Linked DNA regions of Gossypium hirsutum: region 1 is linked to region 2. The links are chromatin contacts, called in public Hi-C maps. All regions are on one chromosome and are shown on one strand. The core of a region is the stretch at or near the end of the contact, and the rest is flanking DNA. Distances in the headings are between cores, read along the strand shown. Region 1 has its middle 41 kb from the start of LOC107886364. Region 2 holds the start of LOC107886365.

Evidence for each region. Hi-C and Micro-C count contacts between places; a contact is called where the count stands out from the background.
Region 1: a Hi-C map of leaf shows a contact between it and region 2, with 4 times the contacts expected there. The contact joins the enhancer-like site here to the promoter of LOC107886365 in region 2. A contact is called at or near these places in 10 of 34 Hi-C or Micro-C datasets (callus, hypocotyl, leaf and 1 more).

What each region holds. Positions count from the first base shown.
Region 1 is chrA03:78,669,333-78,674,938 of Gossypium_hirsutum_v2.1, forward strand. No RefSeq gene overlaps it. Among protein-coding and RNA genes, the nearest start is that of LOC107886364, 41 kb to the left of the region's middle. Within about 2 kb of position 2,144, at least 1 of the 9 cell types and tissues checked has an H3K27ac peak or open chromatin away from gene starts, as enhancers often do. A contact at or near this core is called in leaf, where this site is marked.
Region 2 is chrA03:78,500,883-78,507,035 of Gossypium_hirsutum_v2.1, forward strand. LOC107886365 reads right to left here and starts at 2,756. Exons shown (of 14, transcript XM_016810291.2): 1 at 2,453-2,756; 2 at 1,521-1,594; 3 at 1,334-1,411; 4 at 603-678; 5 at 260-324. The coding sequence starts at 2,495.

The DNA of each region.
Region 1 (5,606 bases), core at 894-3,393, 170 kb after region 2:
GATGAGAAGAAAATTCACTATGTCGAATTTGAATGATATAAGAGGAGTATAGACTATGCCTATTTATAGGTTTGTAAAACCATATTCTAATCAAAATCTAATAGAAGTAATGCAGTAAAGTTAAAACACTTTATTCTAATCAAATATCAAATAGAAGAAGTAAACTTCTATACTAATTCCACTTTGGCCCTCGGCCTTCGCCTTCGCAAATCTCCTTATCTTGTCACCTATGTTTTATTTTAACAGAAATTTGGGTCAGACAACTCTAATAATATTATTATAGGATGAAGACAAGAGTACATAGTGGCTTAGCCTCCTTGATTAAATAGTGTAATTGTAATTTTAATCCTTATAGTTTAATTTTTGGTTAAAATATTCTCCAAGTTTTTGTACTATTTGCACATTTGGAATTTAATCTCCTACTTTCATTTCTAAGAATTTAGTTTTTATACTTTTCAATTTTCAAGATTTAGATCAAATTGTTAATATCGTTAAATTTCTTTTATTAAATTCAGGTTCATTACCATATTTTTTTTGTTATATGGCTATTAAGTGAACATTTTATTATTTCAAAATATCAAACCAATGAGTTCAACATAAGAATTTCAATAATACTAACACTTTAATTTTAATTTTGAAATTTTAAAGATATTAAATTCTTAGAAATAAAAATGGGATTAAATTTTAAAAATACGAAAACAACATGAGCTTGGAACATTTTTTAACCTTAATGTTTTTAATGTTGACCAAATAGAAAAGTTGCATTTTTAGGCTCTTCAAAAAAAAATTCAAATTATAAATTTTTTAGATTTTGGACCCTTCCAAAGTTTTGGAATTTTATTTGGATTCTTGAAGACAAAATTTAGAAGGTTGGGCATAGCGAGAATGAAAGGTTGAAAACAAAGTTTCATACTTCTATCAATCTATCGTAACTGATGTTGTCATGTTTTTTGTCTTATGTATTTAGACGAGTTTAGTTTTTTGATGAAACTTTCAACTTTATTTTGGGGAAATGGTGTGTTTGAAGTCCAAACATTACATAATTACTTGGAAACTTTGCCTTATCATATTGCATTCTCAATCTTTGACCGACCAACAGCAACCTACCTGCATTTATATTTGCGTCAAACAATTTATTGCATTTAATTTTGGCTTACATTTATTATCCAGAATTTGTCCTTATTATCATGAAACCTAATTCACAAGTTCTCAACTCTATTCTATACCATCTTTAATTATGTTCTATTTTGTGAAAATAAAACTACTTAAACAATAATTGTTAATAAGAGCTTTATGAATTTAAGGAGTACAACAACAAAGTTTGATATTATATTCTTGGAATGTCTATTCTTTATTTTAACTTTATGTTTAAAAGTTTTGTTGGAAAGCTCAAGCTACTAAAAAAGTTACGCAGGGAAAAAAAGAATTCATTAATGAAAATGTATACATCACTCTAAATTGTGAATTAAAAAAAAAAATCACCATTTGACATTTCCATTATTCCTACCTAATGAATTGCAGAAAGGAGTCATAACTTTGAAAATAAATTAACAAGAAACTCAGCAATTTATGAGTGACCCTAGTAACTCGATGCAAAGGACTTGACATGCATCAATTATCATTGAAATCTTAACAATACAATTTAATGTTAATATTTCTTGTTTTTTATACAATAGACATAATTTGAATTCATATCAAATAAATGTCTAACAATAATTTTAATTATAATTCTATATCAGTTAAAATGATTTTAATGCCTATTAACTTTAGCATTAATAAAATAAATTTGTTATGGGATTTTTATACTAATCGCACTTGCTCTGCAATATAAATATATTTTTAATGGAATTAATTTGTACATTATGTTGTTATAAAAATTATTTTTTTGCGAGATTTACAATTATTTCTCCTAATAACATTATTTCCATAATTTAAAACCCGCATTTTTTCTCATACAATGTAACTTATCATTGTAAATATCGGTAGCATATTAAACACTGAGTCATGAGTTGGAAGTCAAACTGAAACTGAGTTGATATATACAATGCTGAGCACTTTCTTTGATATCATTAACTAGGTTGTCAATATATGTTTGTTTCAATTGAAAAAAAAATTCAGGGCCCATGAGTCGAGATCTAATGTCATGTTCCAAGCCCAACAAAGGTGTGTGGAAAGATGACTTCCACGGTTCATAAACCACACAGTTTTAGTGTGTGCGAGGCAATTTTTTAGTTAGTTTTTCTTTTATAAGATCTTATAGTTATCCTATAATATTTTAGTTTTTGTTATAAAATAAAATACAAAGAATAAAAAATAAAGAGAATCAAAGAGTAAAGAGAACATATTTTATTGATTGATGGGAATCATCTACAGTGCTTATCCAAAGTCTATATTTATAGATATAAGAAATATAAATGAAATAGAACTCCACTCCTAATTACTATTAGAATTTAAAGTACATCAAAATTTATCTACATCTTGATAGACATCCACTTAATAAATATTCATAACACTCCCCCTTGGATGTCTATTTGTTGATAATGTGTCTCGTTAAAACCTTACTAAGATAAAAACTATGTGGGAAAAAAATTTCTAGTGAAGGAAACAAAGTACACATATCTATAATACCCCTAATATGCTGCTTCATTAAAAACCTTACCAGGAAAACTCAATGGAACAAAACATTGGTTAAGGAAAAAAGAGTACAGCGCGTATTTACTCCCTCTCATGAAAATATCACATACTCCCCTCATGAAAATATCACATACTTTCTCATATTCTACGTATTCAATCTTGAATACTAGTTTTTCAAATGACTATTCGAATGTATTTGCTAAGCATTTCTATCACCATTCTTTTGAAAGTCATGAGTGAGAAAATTTTAGGGAAATATATTTTGATATTTTCAAGAGTTTCAACAATAATCATAACAAACTTTAATCATGATTCTTCTATAAAAATATAAATAGGTATTTTGGATCATTTTATAACCCTACTTCAACTACTATTCACCCAGTCAAATTTACCACATATATTAAAATTATTTCAACTACTATTCACTCAGTCAAATTTACCACATATGTTCAAATTATTTCAATTCATATAAATAAAAAATTTCTCAAGAATTTCAATATGCTTTTAGCATTCTAAATCCTTCAAGGATTTTAATATAAACTTTACTGTATAGTGATTCATAAAAGGTTGTAATAACAACCATTAGACGCAAGTTAAATATTTTATAAATTGTCGGTTTAATAATATATTTAAAGGTTATTGTATCCACCACAAAAGAATATTTTTTTCATAATCAATGCCAGGACTTAGCAAAAACTTCACATTTTATTCCGTTTTTGCAAAACTATTTCATTTGTACCCTCACTGGCTTTATACCTTTATACCTTTAGATATTTGGACTACTGGTCCAAAAACTCCACAAATTAATTGCACTTGAGTTGCATTTTTCTATTTTGACCAATCTATTCTATATTTATATTTCTCAATATATTTATTCAAGATCCTCATTTTATTTCATTATTTCAACAATAATATTGCACGCAAAAACATTATAGACCAATTTTATTATTGGTTCCACATTTTCTCGAATTGACATAACTTATCGAGATTTCTTTATTTTCACCATTTGAATCTTCAATTTAAAGTACCTGAATCTCTTCTAGACTTTTAGTTATTAGAGTCTTGGGTCTCTTCTAGAGTACCTGCCATTAAATAGCCATCTAGAATAATTTTCATCTTTGGAATAGGTCAATCTATTATTTATTCTAACTAATTATCCTACTGGGACTTTGATTCCAAATATTAGATGGTATATAACACTTGATTTTTCTCATTAAGTTTGTAAATACATCTGACAGTTAACTTGTAATAAAGTGAGTTATCCTTTTTGGACTTATGGTTCAAATTACTTTCTATAAGGATCTAGATAACAAGCAGTGATTTCATTCAACTATTATTTCTCTCCCCTTAATTTCGGGAAAGCTATCACATCAAAATAGTAATCACAAAACATGTCATAATTGAATCTCCAATACATTCAAAACATCTAATAATATAATGAAACTTGTAATTAATATATATTCCCAAATTTCTTTGATGATTCACTCATCTTTGTGCGTTGTGGTGGAGCAATTGGGACATATACATACATTCACAAATTCAAAGATGAGAAATATTTAGCTCTTGACTAAAAACCAATTGTAATGGGGAGTATTTATAACTTATTGGCTTGATGTGTACAACACGTAAATCAACATAATCTCATGTTGAAATAGGAAGTTTAGTTATCATAAGTAATGGTTTAGATACTAATCAAATACGTTCAATCAATAATTTCTCTAAACCATTATGGGCATAACTAACAAGCTTTTATGAAAGTTTTTCAAACTCAATCAATAAAAGACTGCGATATAAAATCATCAGTTTTAACAATATGAATTGTCTTAATTGCATAATCTAAAATTAATTATTTAAACAAGTAATCTTGCAAACGATAGGTTGCAAGTTGCTAACACATATTTGATTATTTTGTAAATGTATCTACCAAAATCATATTATATCAAAACCATCCACATGGTGGATGGATGCTCCCATATTCATTTCAAAAATTTAAAACATTATGTAACACCCCAAAAGTTATATTTTTTGTTTCTGTGAATTTATAACACAACTGTGTATCTGCTTCAGTGGTTAAGTATTCTGAGTGTGTGTATGAGGTCCCAAGTTCAAACATTATCTTAGGTAAATTTCGGTACTTTGCTGAATTAAGCCTGTTACTTGAGCAGTGGGCCTATATTTAAGTATTTGTAATTTCATATCAGAATGGGCCTGCTGGTCTAGTGGTTAAGATGTGTGTTGGTGTGTTAGGGGTTTAAAGTTCAAATCCCTCCGCGAGCAAGAGAGTTTTATTTTTGTCTAGCTCTGCGTTGGTGTTTCAGAGCAATTGGAATTCTGTGTAGTGGGCTAGTGGGGAGATAATTAAGGGATTTGGGAAGTTATCAGTTTTAATTCTAATCTTTTTCAAATTTCAGTTTTTGCAAAATTCTCTCTGCTGTGCTGCCAAATTTTTCATTGTTTTCTTCCTCTTTTCTTTTGTTTTCTTTCTTGCCTTCATCGTGTCCGTTGATTAAACTCGCTCGTTTCAAAAAGTTTTTGTGTTGCCACTTTCTCTCGTTTCGTAGTTGGTGCTCTGAAAAAAAATTGTTTTGGTTCTTTTAAATTGGGTGGAAATCAAGGAGCGATTACTGCTTCTGCAGATTTTTAAACGTTGGGTTTTTGGCTCACTTCGGTAAGTGACGAGTCCACTTTTCCAATGTTCTAAGGGTTTTGTTGAGAAACATTTTCGGTTTGGTTTTCGATTGTATCACTAAAATCGGCCTTGGTAATGTCTATTATAGGTTCTGAAGATTTGTAATTGCGCGTTGGAACGATATCGTAATAGGTGTGTATCCAAAAACACATAAAACGAGAATTGGCAGAAGTCGAAAAACAAAAATGTCAATGCTACACGGGCGTGTGGTCACCCATGTAGTAGGCCGTGTGACAATACACGGGAGTGTGATTGACGAGTCAGGTCATGCGCGCGAGACACG
Region 2 (6,153 bases), core at 1,506-4,005:
GAGAAAAAAGTACAGACCAATGAACTCTATAAGTTCACAAAAAGAATGGTAGCAAGCCAACTTAAACCATAAAAGTTTCAGCCTTAGGTCACAGAAGAACTAGCCAGCAAAGTACCGGTATCTTATATTTTGCAAAGAGAAAATGCAAATAGTGCCAGAATTTTTTATGTGGCTTTATTATCAGGAATTCAATTATCTTATTTGTTGCTCTATATAACCTACACAAATTAATACGCTCAAAAGAATAAAAAATATTTACCTTCCACCAAACATAGCCATATCCAACTACTACAACAACAATTATTATTCTGTATTTGCTGCTACCTGCATAAGGCAAAAACATTTCCGAAACAATCCTCAGGAACACGATAAAAGTAGAATTTAATTAATTAACGTTGGAAGTTATAATGCCTCCAAGAAAAGGTATCATCATTATTTGCTCATTCATATGGATCCATAATAGTTGTCCATATTGCATAAAAGGATTACAAGGAAATACAAATTTGGTACACTGTAAAAAATTGCAGCAAGTGTATGCGCCACTTATGCAAATGATCAACATCAAAAGTTTGCCTTCAACTTTCAGAGGAAACAACAATAACCTGATCCACGTCCAGTTACAATGGTAACTGGTCTGTTTGATGCTAAGATTTGAAGTTCCTGCCTTAGGCTATTAACCTGCAAAAGTTGACAAATTTGAACAAGATAAAATTCTACAAATTCAAATATAAAGCTACTCTCAAAAAAATAATAATAAATAAATAAATAAATAAACAAAGCTTGGTATCAGGATAATAGGGAGCCATCATCAATGAAATGAAAAGCACACAGAATGAATAAGGTTCAAGACTGCTTGGCGTTCGCAATAATATATTGCTCAATGAAGTAACAAAGACATGTAAATACATAGGATAATTAACAATATGCAAAAACTAATCTACCAATTTTCCAGGCCACATGCTAATTTTTTTTTCAGGATGTAATTAAACATAGAATTTTAAAATTGGACTCAGCAACCAACTCCTTAGCACCATACAGAAATGTCAAAAGAAATTAATCTTGAAGCAAATGCAGCCAAATTTCATCACTACAAAACAGAGGTAAAAATTAGTTATAATCATCAATAACACCTGGAGGCTGGTAATTTCTTTTCAATCATCAATTACTTAGTAAAAGACTGAAGGGTCATAGAACATCATAAAAATCATTGTCATTGTTCAATTGGCATCTCAATTTTCGACTATAACAATCAAACAAGCAGAAACAGTTCCAAATATCAGAAGCTACTATATTATAGTTTACTCATAATGGGCATAGGAGATCAAGTATAAACCTGATCCATCAAATAGTCATTGCGTGGCTTGTTTCCTGATGGAGTAGAATCATCATGTTTAAGTTGCCGAAAAGCAAACTGCAGCAGGAGAAATTATTACCAAGTCAGCAAGAAAGGAACTGCAGCATCATCTCAATTTTATATATTAAAAGAAAATTGCATTTCACTTAAGAAATGGAAAAAGTACCTTGAAAGCACCACAAACAAAATCAGAAAGATTTCGCATGTGTCCTTCTTTCGCAAGAATTGAGCCAACAACACCTAGAAAGAAAATAACAGCCAAATTAGTTAGAAAAGTGGTTCTTTCTAATGGCTGAGGCATATCCAAGTTGGTAGGTACGTTTTTACTCAACAAACATAAAAATAATATGTTCACATATGAACATACTAGTTTGATCATAATTTTCAAAGCAAAGAGTTTGTCTAATCAATTGATCGATTTAGAATAAAAAACGATGCTTTTATTCTCTCTCAATGGTGAAGTAAAGACTAAGCCTATGAAATTACTATCCTAGACCATAAATGTCTATAGGGATCATCTTCCATTAGTAGAGAAGGCATCAAGATACTTCACAATAAGATAACAAAGTCATTTTTACAACATATAGATACCGTTTGATATTATAAACATTTACAGTTCCATTGAATATCACTCCAGCCTACTAGCCTGTAAAATCTACAGAGGCCCCCTCTGTTTGTAAAATCTTCCTTCAAGCTCATCATCTTAAGCTAACAAAAACAAGATTCCAGCTTCCCGTTCCAGTTTCAATCCCAGTCCCACAGCTAGGACCTTGGTCCCTAATGCATTATACGGTATCTAACAAAGCACTAAAACACAGGAGCCAGATAAAACCACCCCAATTCAATGAAATCAATTGCCAACTCAGCACCATAACCAGTAGCCATTCCCTAGAATCCAACAAACCGAACAACATAAATCCCACGAGCTAAACACAACTCGAAACAAAGGGTCCATCTAAAACCCTAAATTTAGTTCAACTAACCCAAAATATTAAACGGATTTAGCAACCGCAAAACGTAAGAAACCCTCAGAAATCCAAAAGATAACTGAATCATAAGTTCAAAAAGAAATTTGAGGGGAGCAACGATGGCACAGACCTGCACCGACGAGTATACTTAGCTTTCCAATAGGGAGAGCCATGGCCGGCTACGGTTGGAGCGTATGTTGATACAGTGTGAGTGTATATAGGGAGCAACGGAGACTGCTAAAGTACCATGAGAACAAAATATTCAAAGAAGGAAAGAAATCAAATTTTATTCTTTAGTTATAAATTATTCTTGGTTGCTGGGTTTTTCAACTGCTTCTGCCCTGCAATCGCTGGGGTTTAGTAAGGGGAAACTGGAGAAATCAAAGGCTTGGTTAATCGTTAAACAACGCAACAACCCTATTTGCTAAGTTTGTTGGTTAATTCTATAAATGGCCCTCCATTTTTTTGATAAATGACGTAAAGAGCCACCATGTCAAGCGAATATGCCACCATTGTCCTGTTTCACATATTTACGAATATGTCCTCTTGTGAATTTCCCACGTTCTTCTCTTTCTTTTTCTTTAGAGAGCCATTTTTTTTTTCTATAGAGATTGAGGGTGAGTTTGGATAAGCAGTGCGTTTAGCTGCGGTTAGTGTAAAAACAGTGGTAGCGGTGAGATTAAATACTGTAGTGATACTGTAGCGTGAGATAAAAAGTAAGCTAAACGCACCGCACCACAGTCAATCGCCCATCCAAACGAAGCCTGAATTTTCTTGGCTAATATATTTAAAAAACTGCTTAGACTACTAGACTTCGTTTAAAGAAGCCCTTACATTATAATAATATATAGTTAAATAAGCCCTAATCTATGATTTTTACCTTAAAAAGTCCTGTCAAAATATTTTAAAATTTGAGTTTCTATAGTAACTTTTTAATTAATGCTGTAGAAATTATTTGCATAACATTAATATAAAATTTAAAAGATTTATTAGAATTTTAAGTGTCTTATGCATATAAGTATTTTCAAAAAAAATATTATTTTATTTTTATTTAATAAACTATTCTAATCAAATTTACTTCAATATTAACTGCAAATTAATTTAAAATTTTAAAATAATTTTCCTTTTGTTGTAAATACATTAAATGAATGTCTATAACATTTAAACATTTATAAAAGTAATGAGTTAAACTCCTCATTCATTATTAAACATACTTAATGTACGTGTCAATAAAACAGTTAAATAAGCTTCATTTCTTTATGTTGCATTGAATGTCAATAGCTTATATATAAAACTTTTTTTGTAAATGAAAAGAAGATACAAGAAAATTCTCTATTTACTTTAAGTGTTCTTTTATTTGATTGTTTTATAATATGTTATCAGCACAAGTTTCTACAAGTTTATAGTGAAATTCACATCATTTCAACTTTATATAATTTACCCGTATAACTCCCGTTAAACTATTTACAGTATACGTATTTTCATAATTCTTTTATTTTATTTTCTAGATGAACTATTTGCTTTGGGTAACATTTGGACATTTATTTTTACAACTCAAATCTAATAATGAAAATAATATATACATGTTTTTATTTTACTAAAAGAAATTTCAATTAATGTAATTTGTGCTAAATTATTATTATGACTATTTCTCTTTACGCCAATATTTGACATACATATTATTATTTAGCAAATTTGGTATATATAATTGAATTATTTTACGATTTAGAATACTTATTATTTTACTAATATTTTTTATTTTGATTCAAGTGATTATCAAATCTTGCCAAACTTGAACTTGCGGCCTTAGACATCTCAAGCAAGAATTTTTGTCATGGTTGTTAGATGTTGAAATTCACCTAGATGCTAAAGGTCTAGAAAATACTATAGTAGTAGATAAAGAAGCATCTAATCAAGAAAAGACAAAAGCAATTATTTTCATTCATCATCATCTACATGAAGGATTAAAAGTGGAATATCTCATTGTGAAAGACCCTCTTGAGTTGTGGAAAAATTTGAAAGAACGATTTGACCGTCAAAAAACGGTAATACTCCCTAAAGCTCGTTATGATTGGATGCACTTACGGTTGCAAGATTTTAAGGCTGTAAGTGAATACAATTCAGAACTTTTAAAAATTAATTCTCAACTAAAATTATGTGGAGAAAACATAATTGATGAGGACTTGCTAGTAAAAACATTTTCAACCTTTCAAGCTACTAATGTGCTTCTACAGCAGCAATACCGTGAAAAAGGTTTTAAAAGGTATTCTGAATTGATTTCATGCCTTTTGATGGCTGAACAAAATAATGAGTTGTTGATAAAAAATCATGAAATTCGTCCTACTGGTTTTGTACCAATCCCTGAAGTGAATGTAGCAGTGCACAATAATTATAAAAATAGAAAATAGAGAGGTCGTGATCGTGGTCGTGGATGTAATAGGGGACGTGGTCGAGGACGTACTAGTAATCGTTATCATGGTGGTCATAACAATGATACTTCTAACCACCAAAAAAAGAATAACAATGAAAGACAATAAAGAAGTGGTCAAAATAATCCTTAGATTGTTGAGAATATATGCTACAGATGTGGTATGAAGGAGCATTGGTCATGTACCTATCATACGCATGAGCATTTAGTGAAACTTTATCAAGCATCCATTAAAAAGAAGGGAAAGCATATGGAGACAAATTTTACATCTCAAAATGATGGAATGAAGGTAAAAGATGAAGATATTCACTATAATATTAAAACTGACCATGCCTGCAAGGGTGATAAATTTAATGACCTTAATAATATAACTTATCTAGATGTGGCAAATTTCGTTGAGAATCATTAGAAATTTGATGTTATTTTGACATTTTTATATTGTTTTAAGTATGCTTTATTTTCTTGCATAAAGAATAATTTATATCCTTAATAAATATTTGTAATGTTTCTCATATTATATTTTGTTTTTTTTATAAAAAATATGAATGTTTAACAAAATTTCGATGGACCCAAAATTAATGGAGACATGTGTCTTGTAGATAGTGCTACAACACATACAATACTCAAAGATAAAAAATATTTTTCTCATTTCACAATAAGTAATGCCCATATTAATACAATATCGGGTAGTTCAAAACTTATTAAAGGCTCCGGAAGAGCTATTATATTATTACCCGAAGGTACAAAATTTATCATTGATGATGCTTTATATTCCACTAAGTCTCAAAGAAATTTATTAAGTTTTAAAGATATTCGTCTTAATGGATATCATATTAAGACTATAAATGAGAAAATTTTTGAATATCTATGTGGAAAGAAATATGTTTTGGAAAGCCTACATGCTTTTTTATCAAGTTTATATTATACACATATTAGTGCAATTGAGTCACATGTTACTACAAACCAGAAGTTTGTAGAACCACATACTTTTACTATTTGGCATGACCGATTAGGCCATCCCAGATCTATCATGATGCGAGGAATTATAGAGAATTCATTTGGACACCCATTAAAGAACCAAAAGATTCTTGAATTCAAGGATTTATCTTGTGTTGCTTGTTCTCAAGGAAAATTGATTATTAGACCATCACCAGCTAAAGTTGGGATTAAATCTCCCACATTTCTGGAACGTATTCAAGGTGATATATGTGAACCCATTCATCCATCATCTGGACCATTCAGATATTTTATGGTATTAATAGATACATTTAGTAGGTGGTCACATGTGTGTTTATTATCAAATCGCAACCTAGCATTTGTGAGACTACTTGCTCAAATAATTCAATTAAGAGCATAATTTCCAGATTATGCAATCAAAACTATTTGTCTTGTTAATGCTAGTG